Regions from separate parts of the Mus musculus genome. Here region 1 is linked to region 2. The links are chromatin contacts, called in public HiChIP or PLAC-seq maps. All regions are on one chromosome and are shown on one strand. The core of a region is the stretch at or near the end of the contact, and the rest is flanking DNA. Distances in the headings are between cores, read along the strand shown.

The links. HiChIP or PLAC-seq counts read pairs in DNA pulled down with a chosen protein or histone mark.
Region 1: an H3K27ac HiChIP or PLAC-seq map of the NIH/3T3 cell line shows a contact between it and region 2, with 13 times the contacts expected there. The contact joins the promoter of Dpy19l1 here to the enhancer-like site in region 2. A contact is called at or near these places in 3 of 39 promoter capture datasets (the 3T3-L1 cell line, cranial neural crest and hippocampal neurons), 2 of 484 Hi-C or Micro-C datasets (the C2C12 cell line and adipose-derived mesenchymal stem cells) and 8 of 115 datasets of contacts at active chromatin or transcription factors (the NIH/3T3 cell line, astrocytes, bone marrow-derived macrophages and 5 more).

What each region holds. Positions count from the first base shown.
Region 1 is chr9:24,501,491-24,507,853 of GRCm38.p6, reverse strand. It overlaps Dpy19l1 (dpy-19-like 1 (C. elegans)), which reads left to right and starts at 4,714. Exons shown (of 23, transcript NM_001359948.1): 1 at 4,714-5,015. The coding sequence starts at 4,724. LOC115487153 (a long non-coding RNA gene) reads left to right here and starts at 5,321. Exons shown (of 2, transcript XR_003948106.1): 1 at 5,321-6,363.
Region 2 is chr9:23,692,491-23,699,118 of GRCm38.p6, reverse strand. No RefSeq gene overlaps it. Among named protein-coding and RNA genes, the nearest start is that of Gm39311, 110 kb to the right of the region's middle. Within about 2 kb of position 4,403, at least 32 of the 459 cell types and tissues checked have an H3K27ac peak or open chromatin away from gene starts, as enhancers often do. A contact at or near this core is called in the NIH/3T3 cell line, adipose-derived mesenchymal stem cells and pancreatic cancer cells, where this site is marked.

The DNA.
Region 1 (6,363 bases), core at 3,465-5,964, 810 kb before region 2:
TTCTAATCTTCTTGATCTTCCTTATTCTCTGACTCATTCTGCCTTATCTGTGTCTAGCTTTCTCTCTCTGTATTCTGTCTGTAAGAATGCCCTTGTAAAACTACCATACCCACCCACCACCCTCCACAAACTTTTTTCTTTCTTGCTGCTCTAAAGTAGTCTCTTTTCATTTGCTGTTCTCATGTGAGTTGGCTGTATCCCATCTCTCACTCAGTCTATCAAATCTTTCTCTGATTCATCACTTTGTCTGCCCCACATCACTTTCAAACATGACTGCTTTCTTCTACAAACTGACATTACCTTCATTGTTAGGGATTAAAGATGTGTACATAAAGCATGTATATATTCCAGCTGGGTCATATCTTTAGATATGAACTCTTGCCAGAGCAGCCATGTTACTGGATTAAAATTCCTCTACACATTCCTTTATTCCAAACAGGATTTCAGATGGCCATATTAAATCTACCAAATACAGGTTTCAGAAATATGTTCTCCCTGCTTACTGTGATTCTTCCACATTCCTTCCTACTTACAGAAAAAAAAAAAATCTATGCCTAGTCTACATTTCACTTCCCTGTGAAAACTCCTCCATCATGCCAGCCGTCACATCTTTTTAATTTAGCCCTTATGTTCTAAATAATACACTTTGTTATGTGAGCATATTTTGTTCTAGTTTATTTTGCCTCACCAATTAAACCTTATGCTCTTCCAGGATAGAGATTTGACATATGAATCTTTAATGTTTTTAATATATGCTAAGGCACTTGGGACCTAGTAAGCCTTCAATAATTGGAATTATACTTTAGTTTAATGGACATGCACTTCTGCCATAGAGTGATTGTCTGAGTGCTATGACTAAGCCTAATAATAAACTCTCTGGGGAACACTCATGGGGGCAGGAATATTTTAAGTTACAAGGTCAGAATCAAGAAAGGCACAAGATAAAAAAAATATAAAAAGCAATAAAGTAGCAATTTATATATTTTCTCCCCACTTTAGAGATACATTAAAGCAAATACAATGACAGGCTAATGTTGGAGCTTTGCCTGAAGCCAGTTGCTACACAGATAGATCTTTTGTACCAATTTAAGTTTCAGTGAAGTGACAGGATTATTCTGGTTCCTGTCTTGGTAGAAGCAGCTGTTGAGCCAGGAAACCAGAATCTGGAACTAACTTTAGGGCACTTCTTTAAAATAGAGCTCAAATGATCTTGCTGAAGAGAATAAAAATTAGCACCAGAGACTCCACATTTGTCTGTTACCTATGAATAGGAAAACAGTGGGGTGGAGGGAGGAAAAGGCATTTGAAAGATCCAAAATAGAGCCTTAAATGATAACACAGAGGAGGCCAATTCCTAGCACGCCCCCCGCCCCCTCCCGCTTACTTTCTTCATTACTCATTACTAAGTTTTACCTTTCTGGATTACTTGTCTTGCTTTACGATTTAATACTTTTAATCTTCATTCTATGTCTACTTCATCTTTATATCATCTACCACTTATTCTTATAGGTGCACACAAAGTGTCTTCAACACATCCATGGGCAAAGTATAGTTTTATAGTGAGAATTGGATTGGTGTTTTGTTCAGGAATCAGCCTTGGAACATTTCTTGAGTAGTAGTAGTTCTTTTTGATTCCTGGCTTAGATTCTTTGTCTCAGGCTAGTATTCTATAGCATCGCAGTAGGAATTATCTTTCTGGTATACCATTAAAGCATAGAAAGCATACTAAATTTAAAGTCATATATGCCAATACTTAATTTAAAGTCATTGTAGCCTTGTCTTAATTCATGTGAGTGTGCACATATAACTTTTTAAAGATTTATTTCATTTGTATGAGTACATGGTCACTGTCTTTGGACACACCAGAAGAGGGCATCAGATTCCATTACAAAAGGATGTGAGCCACCATATCGTTGCTGGGAATTGAACTAAGGATCTGTGGAGGGGCAGTCAGTGCTCTTAACCTCTGAGCCATCTCTTTAGCCCAACATAATTTTTTATTAATTAAGAAGTAGCTTTTAGTTTGTCAGTTTTTAAAAAAATATCAATCACTATGTGGTAGGCACTGGTCTAATAATACAGAGACAAATAAACTGTATTCCAGATCTTCTAGAGTTTTAAAGGTTAAATCAAGTCTGGCATATTCTCTAAAGACTCCATTTTCAGTTCTACCACTTCCCAGAGCAAAACATCCTCCCTCTGAGGAGCAGGGCACCAGGAGTGGCCTGCTATTGTATCTAGGCTTAGTGATTCATGAAATGGATATTACTTTGTAAAGCACCTGTTGGAAGCAGGGTCAGTGAGTGATTCAGGTCAGATCTGAGAAACCTGACACCCAAGGAGTCGAGGACCATTAAAGTCTAGGGTGGCTCTTGATTTCCTGCCTCCGCTTGTGAGCCATCTCTTGGCTCAATTCTAAATAAAAATTCTTCTTATCCCAGAGAGGGGGAAACGGAGATTCAAAAGGTGAAGGGTGTGAAGAGGAGAGTCGTGCCAGGCATCAGAGCAGGGATTCCAACCTGGGTCTAGAAGAAACAAAAAATGAAACCAAAAAACAAAACCCAAAACTCAAACCAAGCACCATCCCCCTACCCCCACAGTTCACACTTCCCTTACTTGAGGTTTCCTGAGGGTGCATCACAGGAGAGGAATTAAGATCTACCGGGTCTGCCCCACCCATAAGTAGTCCTTTTCTAAGTCAACTGAGCAAATTTTCAGCCATGTTCTGAGCTTGGGTCAAAGCTGCAGCTAAAGATGACTACTAGAGAGATTTGGTTTCTTCCAGAAACTCAGGTCATGTGGAGAATGTTCAAGAGCTAGGAACATCATGTTTGATTATGCTGTTTCCTGTACTCATCCATTCATTTACTGAACAAGAAAATCATCTAACAGAATTGTACCAATTAATCAGTCGCCCCTCCCCCACCACAAGTTTTCCCCCACAGAGCCCAGAAAGCACTAGGAAACTTTTTTCTTTTTGTACACACTTTTAATTTTTCTCATACAGTATATTTTGATCATTTTTCCTCTCCCTAATTTTTCCCAGAACCTCCCTATCATTCAACTTCTTACCTCCCAAATCTTTTTAAAATACCACTCAAAAGCACAAAAATGAAACCTGGAACAAGCAAAAGATCAGTACAACAACAACAAAAATGTCAAAGTAAAACAAAAACTCCACAAACAACATAACCACAGAGTTCGTTTTTTTGTGTGTTAGCCAACTACTGGTGGGCCCAAGGACTGCCCTGGATTGTGGGTGATATAACCAGTGACACTCCATGGAAAAACTGATTGGGAAGCATGCCCCACATCTCAGGGACAAGCAATCCAATACTGTAGCTCCGTGTGTCTTCTAATTAATAAGTATGCTAGTGATGAAATTACTGTTATTGTCTTTGGCAGACACTGAAGTAAATTTCTTTTAATCTGGTAGGTTATAAATTTAGTATCAACCCTAGAAATAACACTCTATCAACCTGATACCTTATTTCACAATATAAGCCCCTGTATGACACTGTCAATCATTTTTTTAAATAGAGGTGTCTTAAACAGTTGTTCCTTGTTTTCAATACATAACTTAATAATCAAACTCAGGAAACTTACAAAGTGTAATATAGCGGTGAGTCCTTTAACAAAATCCATTCTTTGTGCCTGAGTTAATGAATGCTCATATTAATAAAGTCGTGAGCAATAGAAGCCAGAGCCTCCTGAAACCCCTGTAATTACTGTGGAGAAAAGTGAAACGATGTGCCTTGATTTCCAGCATCCAGACTTTTTGGAACAAGCTCATTTGGACAGGAGCCAAGAAATAAGTCTCGCTGCTGCAATTCTCCAAGGCTTTGTGCAAATAGCAATGGGCTGGAGGCAAGGAAGGTTAACTTGGAACATATTCTTTTTTTTTTTTTTTCTTTTTTCTTTCCCTGGGCTTCTTCATTAACTCCTACATCCTGCTATGAGAAAATTCGTTTTCAAGTGTCACATCTTTTAGCCGGTTTCCATACTTTCAGTATACATGAGGTAAAAGTAACACGTGGATAACCTTCCCTGACAGGCCCTTTTCATTTATGACTTGAGTTTGGGTTCCTACCCAGGCCTTCAGATTACATCCTCGCTCCGACCTACCGGACACTTATTTGAATACTCGGTCCACTCCCTGCTTCTCATCCTTGAACCAGAAACCTGGCTGTTCTGAGTGGCGAGGTCACACTTTTACCCCGTTAGTTTCTTGCACAAGCCTAATGCACAGAAACCCCGGAGTGTACCCACGGCGCCGTTCCGTGGCCACTAGGTTCCCGCCCCGCGCCACGCCGCCTCACAGCCAGATCCCCGGTTCCCGAGGGCGCACTGCCGCTTCCGGGAGGTCGTCCACGCTACTCCCCTGGCCGCCGGTCCCGCCCCGCTGGTAGCCCGCGCGTGCGCGCTTGGCCGCTGGAGCGCGCCCGGGCGCGCGCGCCGGAGGGGCGGGGCCGCGCCGCTCGCAGTTTGTCCCCGCCTCCGCCCCGCGGCGTTCCGTTGTCGCCCTGGCAACCCGAGAGCGGCAACGGCGGAGGCGCGGGAGTCCGGCGCCGCCTCTCGGCCGCCACGCGGTAGGCAGCGGCCACACGGCCCGCGCTGTCCCCGCCTCCCGGCCCGCCCTCGCCGGCCAGAGTGAGCGACCGCCAGTCCGCGGATCCCGGCCGCCGTCCGGGCGCGCGCAGCTAGCGGGCGCGACTATGCCAAGATGGTCCTGCAGGCGCGGAGCAAGCACCGGGACGCGGCTCCCAGGCCGCCCCGGTCGGCCCGCTCGTCGCCGCCGCCACTGAGCGGGGCATCCGAGGTGGACGCCGGGGAGCTGGGGTCGGAGCGCACGCCGCCGTCGCCGGGGCGCAGGGGCGCGGCGGGCAGGAAGGGACCCCGCGCAGGGACCGCCGCGCCCGCCCCGGACGGCCTCGCGGGCCGCCTGGCGGCCGGGCTGCACTGGGCGCTGGGCCTGCGGCGCGGGCGCGGCCGGACCTGGAGCACGCTGCTGCTAGGTGAGCCAGTTAGCAGCCCTCTCTGACTTTTCCCGGGACGCTCCTGCCTCCTCCCTACTCCTCCCCGCTCCTTCCGGGGCTCAGCTCCACACATCCTCTGCCCCGCGGTCCGCCCGGGCTTTTAAAAACATGGCCCCGAGATCAACAGCTGCTCGGCTGGCCGCGGGCGGGCTGGTCCGCGCCGAGGAGACTGGATTCTGCCTGCATCCACAGTCCACTCTTTACCCCTGGCCCAGCCGCTACTTCGGAGGATGGTTTGCTTGGTGATGCGAGCGATTCCTGGAGCTCGAAATACCCAGGTTTCCTGACTTAGAAAGTTGCCAAACTTATAATTAAATTTTAGCGTGCTTTTTCCCTTCTTGGCCGCAAACACTGAGGGTGGCACTTCGTGGTTCTGTCACTTTTCAGGCTGCGTCGTGTTTTGGATGCCCAAGCTTTAACCTTGCCTGCTGGCATCTCTTTACCTTCTTCCATGCACCAAATGGATGGGATGTAACTTGTGCCTAGAAGAAATAAAGTTGAGGCATTTACGTGTGGACTATCTTCTGGGTTCGTTTTCTGTGACTTTGTCGGATAAGGCAAGTTTATAGAAGTTGGATTAATAGGCCTAATTTTAACAAGCCCTTCATAAGGATTCTGTGATATTTTTGCCACGATGGGATTTAGTTGTTGAATTATGTAGTGATATTTTCTTACTATCTTTTCCCTGTTGCTTAATGACCTCTAAGAGTTTGGGGTGCTTGAAGTTTGGGGTTTAGACAGACAATACAGCAAAATCAGCCTTCCTGTGGGGCCAGCCTCTTCTGCAGCTGTATAGTTATTGAAAGCCAGTCATGGCTGTGTGTTTGTGGGTTCAAGAAGGCTGGCATCGTTACTAGGATTTTTTTTTTTTAAATACTTGGGTCAAGATTTGGCAAATTCATTATTTTCATCATTCCCTCCTTCAGCAGCTAGCTTGAGAACATGGCAAGTGTACAGGTTAAATCCACCTTGGGGAGGCAGCGTGGTACAGTGGCTGAGGTTGAAGGCACTCAGCACTGGTGCAGAGTGCTTGATTTTGGTTTAAGTCTCACTTTGAGGGCCTTCCTTCTGTGTTATATGGAGTTATCCCATGCCCTGCTTACCCAGGGATGTCCTGAAGAGCAATACCAACTCCTTGGGTGATGCATGTTTGTACCCAAAGCATTTTACAGCATCAGTTCCTATGTAAAAGCAAATGCATAATCCTGATTTCTGATCCCACGGCAGAAGAAAGCTCCAGCGTTTGTGAACGGCTAGTACAAACAGCAACTGTAGTAGAGTAAGGGATGACACTGTTTATTTTAGGGAGAGACAATAATAGATTTTA
Region 2 (6,628 bases), core at 3,154-5,653:
TATGTCAAAAATTATTGTCCTCTCTGGCCCATCGATGGAGCACCAAGCACTGGCTTTCTTATATCTCACTCCCTCTGTAACACTTGCTTCTCCAACACTGCCTTGATATTCATGGTTCCACCAGCTAGTGACAACTATGTTCCCAATGGGCCAATCCATAAAGGACTAATTTCCCACTGATTTCTTCAAGTCATTCAGCCTTTCTCTCAAGGAGGAATATGTGGTTGCATTGCTCAATCTCTGGTTCCATAGAAGAGAAATTGTTCCTTTAAGATCCCATGTCTGGCAGCTGGGTTCATAAGGGTTCATATCCTGGTTTTTGTTTTTGTGTGTGTCTGTGTTTTTGTTTGTTTGTTTGTTTGTTTGGTAGGTTGGTTGTGTTTTTTCTTTTGTTTTGTTTGTTTTTTGTTTTGCTTTTAATATGATTTTAATTTAATGGGTTTACATCAATCAGTTTTCCTCCTTCCTTTTCTTCATCTGTCCAGCCCCTCCCAACTACCAAGATGTATTTATGTACATTGTTGTGTCTATTTTATTGGTAATGTGTATATGGTTTAAAGGCTAACCACCCTGCTTTAGACAACCACCAAGAGGCCTCATCTGTGGGAGAAGCTAAGTCTCCTCCTCTGAGCAGTCATTATTCACCTATAGTTCTTTGTCTAGGGGTAGAGTCCTGTGAAAATGTCTCCCTTTCACAATAACAAGTCCACTGGTCTTGCCATTGTTCTGGTGTCGCTGAGGTAGACATCTTTAGGAGAGGTAGATTTGTATCAGATGTCATGGTGTTCTGGCTCTTATGATCGTTCTGTCCCATTCCCATGATACTGCCTGAAATATAAATGCAGTAGTTGTAATGTAGTTATATCCATTGGGCCTGGGCTCCCCAGGATACATTGAGCTCTAGATTGTATCTAGTTGTGGTTTTCTGTGTTGGTCTCCACTTGCTGTGAAGAGAGGCTTCTTTGTGGATGAGTGTTAGCTACAGTAGCCTGTGGGTATAAGGAGAATATTTAGAATGTAGGGAAGATTTATGTTGGTGTACCAAAATGGCAGTTGTAGATTCCTTTCTACGGTCCATGACTTCACTAGCCTGAGACGCTGACTAGGTATCCAGTACCACAACAACTTACCTCCTTACAACAGGACATCCCTCCTGTTGAGTGGGCCTTAAGTATACCTATTGGTTGACAATGGCGTGTGACCACCACTTATTATACTTTAATAAATACATTGCCATGCTGGTAACTGTCATAGATAGGTGTTGCAGCTAGGTAGGAATGTTTAATTCCTGTCCTCCTTTGGCACTTTACATAGTACTCTTTAGAACCATGGAACCATGGAAACTAGACCACAGGAAAAAATTTTCAGGCCTGACCAAGTTTGAATCACCCAAGTCCTGTGTTCTAAGTGTAGCAAGTCTTCAGCAATGGGAACTTATCTTTGACCACTGACAGGCAATCAATGTTTGCATAATTAATATGTATTGTCTTGGAGGTCACTTTCTCATGTGCAGTGCTGGGCTTTTTGTTAGTCAGAGGTACACACACACACACAGAGAGAGAGAGAGAGAGAGAGGGAGAGAGAGAGAGAGAGAGAGAGAGAGAGAGAGAGAGAGAGAGAGAGAATAATTGTACAATTTTAGGTAAATAAAACATAATACTATTCCTAAAGGCTTTCTCAAACAACCTTTGTGTAATTTGGCCCTCATTACTCCTTCTATATTGACCTACCTCTCTCTTCTCCACTTGGAGCCATTTCTCTGTTCAATTTCCTACTTCATATTTACTGTGTTAGTCCATTCCCCTCTTCCAAGCTCCCCTCACTTCAGAGTCCCTTCATACTTTCTTGGTTTCTATGGTTACTCAATGTATGCTGTCTGATAGATCAAGATTGATGGAGGTGACTAGGACACACGAGCAGACAGGCACCTCCAGCATCAGATTGTCCTTTAATTAGAACAATGAAGAACACCAGTCTCTCCACAGGAGTGGAGACTTCCCACACGTGGTGCAGGGGAGTTTGTAAGGCAGAAAGGGGAGCTTTGAGAATGAACGATACCATCTGCACCTCCCCTGACATCCGAAAGTATAGACACCAGCAGAGGTTGGTATATTGATCTGATCAGACACTTTTGCACTTATTATCGTCAAGTGAAGTTTCCTGTTTGGAGTTTCTTGGCCCACCTGAGGCTTTTAGGTCCTGAGGCTTTAAAGCAAAGAACTACAGATGGGAGAGAGCATGTGGTGTTTGTCTTTCTGGGTCTGGATTACCTCACTCAATATCATATTTTCTAGGTCAATCCTTTTCTTTTTTCTTTTCTTTTCTTTTCTTTTCTCTTCTTTTCTTTTCTTTTCTCTTCTTTTCTTTGGTTTTTTTTTTGGGGGGGGGTGTTTGTTTGTTTTGTTTTTTGAGACAGGGTTTCTCTGTAAAGCCCTGGCTGTTCTGGAACTCACTTTGTAGACCAGGCTGGCTTCAAACTCAGAAATCTGCCTGCCTCTACCTCCCCCAAGTGCTGGGATTAAAGGAGTGTGCCACCACGCCCAGCAGTCAATCCATTTCTTTACAGAGAAATAATATGTCAAGGTGTATAACATATATATGTATTATTTATCTACTGAAGGACATTTAAATTGTTTTTATATCCTGGCTATTGAGAATAGGGTGGCAGTGAACATGGCTGAGCACATAACTTGAGTTTTTATATTTTGTCTCCAGATTGGTTTACTCTATTTGTAAGCATTTCCTTTGAGTTTTCTAAATGGTATACTGAGGTTTTCAATTCTATATTTATTTCAGCTGTGTTCTCTTCAATGTTCCTATTTGTTTATTACACTCAGTTTTAGAATCCTAAATTGTCTTCATTACTTCATTCAGATGTATATTTGTAGTTTTTTGGACATCACTCAATCATTTATTGTTATAATGTTGGGGTTAAATGAGGTAATAGCTCATGTCTTTTTAAATTTTTCTTGCATTACTTGAGAACACTTGTGAATGTTCTTTTAAATCCTATTTCCTGAGCTTCATCTAAGGTATTGATTTCAGCTCATTGATTGCTCCACTGTCATACACATAAGCCTTTGTTGCATGTGTCTGCTCCCATTTTAGTGGATGTACAATTAGCTCTATTCAACTCAGTTTGATTCTGTTAGTCCCACTTCAGGTGCCTACTGTGTTGCCTGATATTTTCTAGTGAATCAAGATAGTGTGCTGACAACAGACCATGGAAACAATCCCCCACAAGGCTGGTTCAGTGACCCACCAAGTTTGTTGGAGTTAGTCTAAGGAGCATGACTGAAAGGTTGCTTACACTTGACCATGGATGACTGAAGGCTCCCTGCATCTCTGAACAGGGTACCACAGCCTGGGTGAGAGCACACAGAAGCTACAAGCCTGCATTTCACTGTTCTATCTCACAGGCTGCTCAGCAACAGCTGACTTGGAATTTTCCTCTCCTAGTAATTCTGTATAACCTTGGTGTGGATCTTTTAAGTTTCAATAGTTCCTTGAACCTTGTAAATTTTGCTTATTTACTGTATCTTATCTATTAACTGTCTCCAAGCAGAAGTGAATAGCAATATAACAGTGAAGATTAATGCAACTGTTATCTATACTTCTATTAAGTTATTGCTGTATAAACAAAAATGATTTAACCATATAATAGAAGTAGACAATGAAAAAAGAATGAAAGTCTAACTCATGCTGTAGCATAGATAAGGCTTCGGAGCATTTTACTACATTATATATGTCAAATATCAAAAGGGCATGCATTATTTCATCTATACATAATATAGAAAGTAAAGGTAGCTTAGAGAGATTAAAAAGAGATTAGCATTGTCCTAGCATTGGGGGTTGTAAAAGGAAGCAAACTATGTCATATGTTAAAGGTGATGAGAATATCATGGCAAGTAATAGTGGTGATGCTTACAACTTTATGAATACGATAAAACAGTTGATATGTGTACTTTGTGTTTGATGGTATGTGAGTTATATATTATATGAACCATAACAGAGGTAAGGTAGAGAGGACATATCTGCAGAAGCACCTTCCATGTGGGTTAAGAGACAAATTCCAGGGCAAGGAATTTCCTTATACTTCAACCATGTCACAAGTAAAGTGACAGAATTGAAATGTGAGACTCCCTTTCTGAATTAATGTATTTTCACTAAATAATACAACCCAAGTTATCAACCAGGAATGAATCAAAAGGAGAAAATTGAGGAGGATCAGGAAAAGAAGAGATAAACAGAACCCTTGGGAAAATGAGGGGAATTTCCCAGAATCTACTTAAAGGGAGATGAAGCATAATGGTTTTATGGTTTTTCTTAGTCACAGCTGACCAATTGAGTCAAGTTCAGAGTGGGTGGATATTTAACCAAGGTTGGCATTTTCAGAGTGAGTGGAATAGTGTCTTGAGATTGTGTAAAAAGGCAGTTATTATGATGAATCATAGAATCTTAGAGAGATGACTACAGGAGCAAAGATGTGAGGAGGTTAATGGGCAGAAAATGTGGTGAGGTTAATGGGTTGTTGCTGGAAGGCTGAAAAATCACCGGAGTGGGAGTAGAAGGGAGACTGGGCTGGGAAGGTAGGAAGTGAGGATGGTCTGAAATTTGGATGCTGACATTTAGAGTCGGCAACTATTAGTAATGGCAATGGCTAGGTTTTATCTCAGAAGATGAATAGCTAATATACAGTGTAGCATAATGCGTTATATACAAGTAACTTGCAGGGACCAACACAGTACTATTAAATGCTTCTGCTAAAAATGATATGTGCTTGAGGTGAAAAATGGCCTTTTAGGTGTTGGTCCTTCTCTAAAAGGAGAAAGAGATGTTTACTACAAAATTCAGTAAATTGCTAAAGGTCCAAAGTCAAGGGGCTTGGGGAACATTAGTGAGATAGGTGAAGATACCCATGGAATCCATATTAAACCAGCCCTCACTTGTAAGATGAAATAGTCAAGTTCAGTAAGTGCCTGAGAGTCACAGACAAAGTGGGGAACTACCACTCTTTCTGGGAAGCAAGACCTAATTCTGTTATCCTTTCTGCCGCTGGGCACCACATGAGAACAAGCCTTGGAAGACAATCCAGGTCAGGGTGTGGGGCACTGGAACACATGTCCTCAGCATCATTTTGGTTTGATAATGAATTTTCAGAGTTAAATGGTTGGTATCACTGAAATGGTTTGATTTCTAAGATTCAGTGGATGAAATTGGAGAAGAATAACAGTATTCAGCTGAAGAGAGATTTATAGACCTAGTAGATTCTAAACATGGCATAGCTATCATAGCTAGTTTAACTTCAAGGATACCAGCTACTACCTCAGAAACTTCAAGGGAAAACAAGAGATTAATTTATTTCTGCATGTTGAAAATTAATGGAATAAAACTAAGAAAAAGTAAGAAGGTACAGTAAATAAAAACACATTTTGAAGAATTCTTATGACCAGTCATCCTAGAGTCATGAGTAGGTTTGCATTCATCTGGTCATGTGACCTGACACCATAACTAATTTTAGTTTTACCAGTCTGGGCTTGAATGCCAATTTTCTTATGTCAATAACACTGTTATTGTATTCAGGAGGCCGTACACTGTTAGCTACATGTCCAAAAGTTTAAAGATATGCTCTTATGTTTTAAACATTAGGTAGAAAAAGCAGTGTGTTCCATTATTCTGGGTTGTAAATGAGGCATATTATTGCTTTTCTAGCAAACTGAATGCTCTGCTTCTAAAGTGAAGTGTAATTATACTTCCCCAAGCAAAACACTGACTTGTTAGACCTTTATTTCTTTAGCCATCTGTCGTCTCTACAGCGGCTAGTTTGGAGCACGATAATCTCAGAAGGCAATAGGAGCTCCTTTGTACTATAATTGACTTCTTGTCTAGAGAGGTAAACATTGGCAAGGCTGTGGTGGGCTCAGCCTCCATGGAGGCAAGAAACGCAGCTAGACAGTAATCCAAATTCTTGTCTTTGATCCTTGTGTAATTAGAAAAAGAACTTCTATTATCATACATTCATTCTGGGAGATGCTGTTTTTAATGGTGCCTGGCATCCCTGGAGAGATTTTATGCTGATAAATCGTACACATTCCACACTGGCACTCCACTTGGCTTGGCTCTGAACCTACAAGCCAACGTTGAAATGAAGCCTTTATTGTTGCTTTCACAAGATTAAGAATGAGGTGGGGAATGAAACTTTTTGCCCAGCATAATGAACCACTATCTAGTCAAGTAGGGCTCACTCTAACAATTAGCCAAAGTGATGCTCATTTTCCATGGTCCGCTCGATAAAGCAAGCAAGCCTTTGCTAGAAATTGGCTCCACTGCTTTCCAGCCATTCTTGGAAAGGGTTGGCTTCTAAATATGCATTTGTGTTCAGTTAATAATGTATTGATCCCCTAAATGAAACCGTGTTTCCTAGTCTGTTGCCAAAGTAAGAGGAAACAATGCCTGCATTAGCAAATGGGGCCACGCCAATATCTCCAATCCAATAATAGGTCTTTGAAAATGAGCCTCTTTTAAAGAACTGAAATTTTTACATATATCTCAATTGTTGTCAAGGCCAGTGTTTTGCCAAGTTCTTGAATTAGCAATCACTTTATGAGGCAATTGATTTAAGACCATC